Regions from separate parts of the Sus scrofa genome. Here region 1 is linked to region 2. Evidence: chromatin contacts called from public HiChIP or PLAC-seq data. All regions are on one chromosome and are shown on one strand. Each heading gives the region's core, a stretch centred on a gene start, on an enhancer-like site or on the middle of the called end of the contact. The rest is flanking DNA. Distances are from core to core; before and after follow the strand shown. Region 1 holds the start of NUP93 (nucleoporin 93). Region 2 holds the start of BBS2 (Bardet-Biedl syndrome 2 protein).

The links. HiChIP or PLAC-seq counts read pairs in DNA pulled down with a chosen protein or histone mark.
Region 1: an H3K27ac HiChIP or PLAC-seq map of alveolar macrophages shows a contact between it and region 2. The contact joins the promoter of NUP93 here to the promoter of BBS2 in region 2. A contact is called at or near these places in 1 of 5 promoter capture datasets (fetal skeletal muscle) and 1 of 2 datasets of contacts at active chromatin or transcription factors (alveolar macrophages).

The regions. Positions count from the first base shown.
Region 1 is chr6:18,710,118-18,714,008 of Sscrofa11.1, reverse strand. NUP93 (nucleoporin 93) reads right to left here and starts at 2,117. Exons shown (of 23, transcript NM_001244152.1): 1 at 2,025-2,117.
Region 2 is chr6:18,573,434-18,577,644 of Sscrofa11.1, reverse strand. It overlaps BBS2 (Bardet-Biedl syndrome 2 protein), which reads left to right and starts at 2,307. Exons shown (of 18, transcript XM_021093887.1): 1 at 2,307-2,423. The coding sequence starts at 2,307.

The DNA.
Region 1 (3,891 bases), core at 868-3,367, 140 kb before region 2:
AAAACCCACTTCACATTCTAGAAGGGGAAAACAAACAATACACAAGATAAGTGAATAAAATATAAGAACTAAGTGGTAAAGGAAGATAGGAAGCGAGAAAAGCCTCGCTAGATGACCGTTGAATAAAAACCTGAAAGAACTAAGGAAGCAAACCATGAGTACTGAACTGCAAGCACAAAGGTCTGAGGCTGAAGTGTATCTGCCATGTAGAAGAAGAGGAGGGTAGCAAAAAATCAAGGTGGAAAAGTATCAGTGGGTCAGATCACATAAAACCTTACAGCTCAGTGTAAGTTCATCTTTAAATGAGAAGAAGACCCATTGGTTGGTTTAAGTAAATGAGTGATATGATCTGACTTGTGTATCAAAAGGATCCTTGTACAGTCAGCATTGCCATGAGCTATGGTATAGGTCGCAGATGCAGCTCGAATCCCGCGTTGCTGTGGCTATGGCATAGGCCAGCAGCTACAGCTCCAATTCAACCCCTGACCTGGAAACTTCCCTATGCCTCGGGTGTGGCCCTAAAAAAATAAATAAAAGGATCCTTCTAACTGCTGTGTTTAAAAGAGAAGTCAGAAGGTGACATGGGAGACTATTTCAATTATCCAAGAGAGAGTTCCCATAGTGGCTCAGCAGGTTAAGGACCCATGTACATGCAGGGTGGATCCCTTGCCTGCCTCAGTGGGTTAAAGATCCGGCGATGCCACAAATGCAGTAGAGATTGCAGATGCAGCTCTGATCTGGCATTCCATGGCTGTGGCGTAGGCCTCAGCTACAGCTCCAATTCAACCCCTAGCTCGGGAACTGCCATATGCCACAGGTGCAGTGGTAAAATTAAATAAATAAATAAATAAAAATCCAGGCGAGAAAGAGAGCAGTCAAGCATGACTCACTGGTTATAGGTCAGAGCCTTTTACACTACTGAGAAAAGGAAAAACAGCAAGAGGAGTCTGGAAAGAGAGGTGGAAGGGAGCTTGCTATCTTGATAGGTTCCGTTTGATTCCCAACCATCTCAATGAAGATATTAAGTAGGCAACTGGATATAGATCAAGGAAAGGCTCAGGCTGGAGATTAAAATGTGAGACCTGTTCCCTAACACATAGGTATTCAGAACTATAAGCTTTGAGTGAGATCACCATAAATGAAAAATGAAAATGTCCCAAACACAAATAAATGCACAAAGAATTATAGCTGAAAGAAAGATGTGCTAAGATGTCCAAGGACATCCTCTCACGCCCGCCCCCCCAACGACAGAAAAGAAAGGTGACCCTTACTCATGCTGAAAGACATTTCTGTCAAAACAAAAAAAAAATCGAAACCGTCTTCTCACACCCGATAAAGGGCAAACCCCGACCAGCGGCTCTGTCAATGGGTCAGCCAAATTTTGAACAAAGACCACTGTGGTCGGCCCGTAATTTCTTAAAAAGAGATCCGGTAAACATAGGCATTGCCTTTGCAGAGGATGAGGTGCTGTGAACCCAGAGAAAGTAAAGGCCACCTCCAGGTTCTAATCACTAGTTATCTCCCTGGATGAGAAGGAGCATTTCCCCTGGATGCAGACAGAGACGACAGGCCAAGGCTCGGAGTCATCACCCTCGCCTAAAGAACCTTTTCCTGCCAACAGGGTGTATCCCCGAGGGGCGAGCGAGTTGGCAGGGCGCAGGCACGAAAGTTATCAGGCGCAGTGTGGTGGAGGGGTGGGCTGGCAGTGTAGGGGTGGGCGTGGCACGCCGGCAAAGCGCTGCAGCGCGGGAGGAGGGCAGTCGGAAGGCCAAGGCTCTGTATTCAGAATGAGGGCAGATAAAAGACACTGCTGAAGCGCAGCCTAACGCTGTAATGGGCGGGGGGGGGGGGGGGGTTCGACAGGGCGCTGTGTCGCCGGCGTCAGGCGTGCCGGCTGCCATGAGGCGAACGGGAAGTGTGCGCAGCACCGCTCTGAGACTAGCGACTGGGCTCTACCTAGCCTCGGGGCCCTGGGTTCAAGGACATGCCTCGAGTCGGAAGGACCCGGCCAAAACCACCCTTACCTGGCTCTGCAGCTTTGTCCGCGCTCAGGTCCGGGCTTGAGAACGCGGCCGCCGGTTCTCGCGCCGCGCGCCTGCGCTTCCTGATTGGCTAAGGCCGACTTTCCCAGAAGCCCCCGCGCGGCGCGCCGCCAAATGAACTTTATGGAGACCCAAGGAGGAGACACGGACAAGGACGGGGTTGGGGCGGAGCTGGGTGCTGGGTGGGGGCGGGGCCTTCGGCTGAGTTGTCAATCCCCGAACGCCAGCGGCCCTGCCCTCACCCCGCCCAAGTGGTTAGTCAGCTATAGCCTGAGAAAGCGATTCTACAATTGCCTGCGGATTTCTCGCCCTTTATGAGCGCCATCAGAGTACCAGGCACTATTCTAGGCCCCGAGGGGCACAGTGGTGATCACGACAGGCAAGATCCTGCCGTAATAGGTTCTCAGGCTGATAGGGAAAACACAATAGAATAAATCACTTCGAGTTTGTTAAGGACAATTTCGGAAAAAGCTGGGTGATGGGAGAGAGAATGCCTACATGGTCAGAGTAGGCTTCTCTGAGGTGACCGCTGAGCTGAAACGTTGATGAGAAAGGGGCGGCCCAGGAGTTCCTGTTGTGGCTCAGCGGGTTAAGATCCCAGCTAGTATCCACAAAGACGCAGGTTGGATCCCTGGCCTTGCTCAGTGGGTTAAGGATCTGGCCTCATCGCAAGCTGCAGCGTAAGTGGCAGGTGCACCTTGAATCTGGTGTTGCTGGGCTGTGGTGTAGGCCGGCACCTACAGCTCTGATTCTGTTTGACGCCTAGCCTGAGAACTTCCATACCATGCGGCTGCGGCTATGGAAGGAAGGAAGGAAAAGGAAAGGAGGAAGGGAGCAAGAGTCAGCCTAGTCTTGAGTCTTGGCTGCGGAACTTTCCAAGTAGAGGGAACAAAACTGAAGGCTCCATGGAGTTTGAAGAACAGAATTTGACTGGAAGAGGATGCTCCAGGCTAGGTGGAGTAAGACAGACTTTGCAGTTGAAATTATTCCTCGTGCAAATGGAAGCCACTGGACAATCGTCTAGCTCTCTGAGTGGAGAATGGACAGTAGGCAGCAGATGGGAGCTAGGAGACTACTGCTTTGTCCAACACATAAGGATTGTGGGACTAGAATTGTCACAGTACCCACTCATACAACATATGTTAGTGCTCACAATGTGCCAAGAGTGAACAAGGCCCAGTCATGATCCGGTGAGAAAGCAGGAATTAAAAAGTATATCTTTTTTTTTTTTTTGTCTTTTTATCTAGGCCGCACCCGTGGCATATGGAGGTTCCCAGGCTAGGGGCTGAATCAGAGCTTTAGCCACCGGCCTATGCCAGAGTGACAGCAATTCAGGATCCGAGCCGCATCTGCGACCTACACCACAGTGCATGGCAACGCTGGATCCTTAACCCACTGAGCAAGGCCAGGGATTGAACCCGCAACCTCATGGTTCCTAGTTGGATTTGCTAACCACTGAGCCATGATGGGAACTCCCCCTTAAAAGTATATTTCCATGTAACGTGCTTAGTGCGTGACCAGAGCTATGTAAGGATGCTGTGGAGCTCAGCCCCCTCTCTATTCCCTGATTCCCCCTATGAAATGCCCAGTCATGGAGTTCCCATTTTGGCTCAGCAGATTAAGAATTTGACTGGTATCTATGAGAATCCCGATTCAGTCCCTGGCCTTGCTCAGTGGGTTAAGGATCGAGCATTGCCACAAGCTGCATTGTGGGTCACAGATGCACCTTGGCTGTGGTGTTGCTGAGGCTGTGACATACACCAGCAGCTACAGCTCTGATTTGACCCCTAGCCTGGGAACTTCCATATGCTGCAGGTGTAGCCCTAAAAAGAAGGAAGGAAGGAAGGAG
Region 2 (4,211 bases), core at 1,058-3,557:
ACCGAGTTGGAGAGGCAAGGGGCGGCAGAGGCCAACAATGATCAGAACTTGGAGATTTTGGGAGTTCCCTTTGTGGCTCAGTGGTTAACGAATCTGACTAGGAACCATGAGGTTGCGGGTTTGATCCCTGGCCTTGCTTAGTGGGTTAAGGATCTGGTGTTGCCGTGAGCTGTGGTGTAGGTTGCAGATGTGGCTCGGATCCTGAGTTGCTGTGTCTCTGGTGTAGCCCAGTGGCTACAGCTCTGATTAGACCCCCTAGCCTGGGAATCTCCATATGCCACGGGAATGGCCCTAGAAAAGACAAAAAAAAAAAAAAAAAAAAAAAAAAAAGAACTTGGAGATTTTGTGTAATCTCTCAAAGGACTTAAACTTAATGTGGTCGAAAATAGGGAGCTGGTGATGAGTTAGGAAGGGAGGAGAAAACTGGTAAGGTTTTGTCATCTGTCAAATGGGCTAACAGTGGTACCAGCCTCATAGGTTACTGTAGGGCTAAGAGAGGTGATCCCTATACATTTCACATACAAAATTACATACAAAATGCTCTTTAAATGTTAGTGATGCAGCCATTGTTGATTGTACTATCCTGTTGGGAGGAGCAACTGCAAAGCTGCAGGTCACCAAGGAGTACACAGAATAAGTAAGGCTTGGCTAGGTGGATGGCAACACTCTCTTCACTTGGCTTGCTTCTCAGTCTCCTGTTGGTTCCTACTCGTCTCATCCCAAACACACCTGAATGTTTTTATTTCTAGCAGACAACCAAGGTGATCCCTCAGTGCCTTTGCACTTGAATTTCTTCTGCTGGAACACTCTTCCTCAGAAATAATTCTTTTACTTCTTTCAAGTTCTGGCCTGAATGTCACTTTCTCAGTGAGGTCTCTTCCCCACCACCTTATTTAAAATTGTACCCCCGGAGTTCCCATTGTGGCTCAGCAGTTAAAAAACCCCGCTCAGTGGGTTAAGGATCCAGCATTGCTGCTAACCGTGAGGTAGGTCGCAGACGTGGCTCGGATCCAGTGTTGCTGTGGCTGTGGTATAGGCCGGCAGCTACAGCTCTGATTGGACCCATAACCTGGGAACCTCCACATGCTGCTGGTGCGGCCCTAAAAGACAAAAAAAGAAAAAAATTGTACTCCCTCCAGAAGTCAATCTCTCTCCCTTCCTTAGCACTTAACCACCAAATGACCTCCCATTTGTATTTCCTGTTTAGTGTTTCTCTCCCCTGACTTGTATGTCAGCAACAGGAGAGCAGAAGTTTGTCTTATGTTTGCTGCCATATTGCCCAGAACAGTACCCCCCACAGAGCAAGCCCTTAAAAACTATTTGAAAAAATGCTGAAAAAGTTTAGTGACTTTGCATGTCCTGCTTTAAAAATATACAGGGAGGAGTTCCTGTCGTGGCGCAGAGGAAATGAACCCGAATAGGAACCATGAGGTTGCGGGTTTGATCCCTGGCCTTGTTCAAGTGGGTTAAAGGATCCGTAGTTGCCGTGAGCTATGGTGTAGGTCTTGCAGATTCGGCTGGGATCCCGCGTTCCAGTGGCTGTGGCATAGGCCAGCGACTGCAGCTCCAATTCGACCCCTAGCCCAGGAACCTCTATATGCTGTGGATGTGGCCCTTAAAAGCAAAAAAAAAAAAAAAAAAAAAAAAAAAAATTTATATATATATATACACACACACACACACATAAATATACACACACATATGTACATTATATGTATATATACTCAGGGAATCTTACAAAGGGCCACGGGCTGTTTAAAGTTGAGAGTTTAAAGCATTTTTTTGGGGGGGGGGAGGTGATTGATACATTTAAGAACTACCGTGGGCATCAACATAACAGCTAAAGTTAAGGGGCAAAGTAGGCATTCAAGGCATATTTCTTGAATTAATGACCGTTTGGAGTGGCGTAGAAATGTGTGTAAACTGCAACGGTGCAGCAACTTGGTTGTGGTGCTAGAAGAAGCCCCAGGGATGCACTGGCTCGGAAACTGCCGAAGTAGACCCGATGAGTCCCATCGCCGTTAAGTTACAGCAACAAAAAGCAGACCCAACCACTGGGACCCAACTTCAGACTCAGCCCAGCGCGAGGCCAGAACGCGCAGCCGCAGAACTAGGTGGGCGGGCCTGCGCAGGCGCAGAAATAGCCAACGGCCCGGGGTCCACGTCGGTGCAGCGGTTTCCCGCCAGGCCTGAGGCTGCAGGAGCAGGTCTGGCTTGGTCCCCACGTCCCTCACTGCGGTGGGTGAGGCGGGCTCCACGGCTCCGCTCTCGTGCCGCTAACCCTTTTCTCCTGAGCCACCGCCATCATGCTGCTGCCCGTATTCACCCTCAAACTGCGCCACAAAATCAGCCCCCGCATGGTGGCCGTTGGGCGCTACGACGGGACTCACCCGTGTCTGGCCGCCGCTACCCAAGCGGGCAAGGTAACCAATCCCACCTGCTCCCAACCCGCACGGAGCCAGTGCCCCTGGAGTCCCCCGCGGGGCGTGTCCCTGCAATCCAGTTCTTCATTGTCTGACTCCGCCCCCAGCCAGGGTTGCCCGGCAACGAGTCCGAGTCCGTAGTGTTTGTAGCTCTTTAGCTTGCGCAGAAGTAATGAGTGAAAACGGGGAACGACTTTGCTGAGCAATTTATTTCTCTTCAGGTACTTAGACTCGTGTTGGAATCTCTGTACGGCTAGGGAGCTTGGGGAAGAGAAGTCCCTAAAGGGGAAAGGGCTTGGTCGGCGTTAGCAGTAGGGACAGATCCCAGATTAGAGGCCAGGGCTTCTGCCTATAGCTCTGAACTTCTCTCAAACTGCCTCTCAGAGCTAAACAACTTTATGGGGAAAAAGTTACAAAGACACCCTAACTTAAATGACTCAAATTACACTTTTGATCTTTATCCACGTATATTCACTTTTCATCCTGCTGTTTATTCACTAAGTACCTGTTAGGTGCTTCCTGTGTGGCAGGTGCTGTGCAAGTTGTGAGTCACAGAGATGAAAAAGATATGCCATTCGGCATTCACCAGACTTTCTGAACTCTCCTTCGTACTAGATCTTGGGGATTCAGAGATAAAGCTGGAGTGCTTACTTTCAGAAAGTTTATCGTCCAGAAGGACAATAGACAAGGCAAATCAAGGCACTGTGTATTGACGGAGGCATGCCCACCATACATGGAATACAGTGACATCAAGCGTAGTAACTTTTAACAAGCACAAAGCCTTATTACATTAATTATATCAGCATCCTTGCTGCATTGCCAATGGCAACAGCATAGCACAGGTGTGGTAGATCCTGGCTCCAGTACCTGCTAATTTCATGACCTTGAGCAAGGTACTTAGTCTCTACCACAGAGGGTTATTAAGAGGATTAAAATGTTACAACGTGTCATGTGCTTGGCATCTAGGCGGTGGTCACTAATTGTTAGCTGTTATTTTCTTCATTAGAAATAACAGTTCAGAGAGGTTCAAAGCAATGTTTAAGGCCGCTCAACTGGAAAGTGGTGGAAATGAGATTAGAGTGCATGTTCTGTGACCCAGTGTGTCTGTCTGTGTATCTTTCTCTCTCTCTCTTCCTCCCTTCCTTTCTTTCTTTTGCACCTGAAGCATATGGAGCTTCCCAGGCTAGGGGTTGAATCGGAGCTACAGCTGCCAGCCTACACCACGGGATCTGAGCTGCACCTTTGACTTACACCACAGCTCACAGCAGTGCCGTATCCCCGACCCACTGAGCAAGGCCAGGGATCGAACCCACATCCTTGTGGATACTAGTCAGATTTGTTTCCGGTGCGCCACGACAGGAACTCCCCAGTGTGGATTTAATAAGCTAACATTTAGGTAGTGATTTGTAGTTTTCAAGACACTTCGACCTATGTTGTATGTTTTCCCATATGCTATGCCTTGGGCTATGTAAGTAAAAAGTAATGATTCATTTTCACTGAGTAATATAATGGAGTAAAACCCTTAGCACAGAGCCTGACATGTAATAATGTTAGTTATAAAAATGTTGGAAGGCACTGACAAATAGGAAAAAGAATTCGTATTGGTGCACAGCAGCTAACTCAGTGGGCTGAAAAAGTCCCATGGATGTTAGCTTAGCCCTGATTTTTTGAGGGCTTGGTATGTGCTGGGCACTGTTCTTAGCTCTGCAGGTACAAGGTTGAATGTGACAGACAAGTTGTACCCCCTTGGAGGTTACCTTTGAGAGGGGGAACCAGACAGTTAGCAGA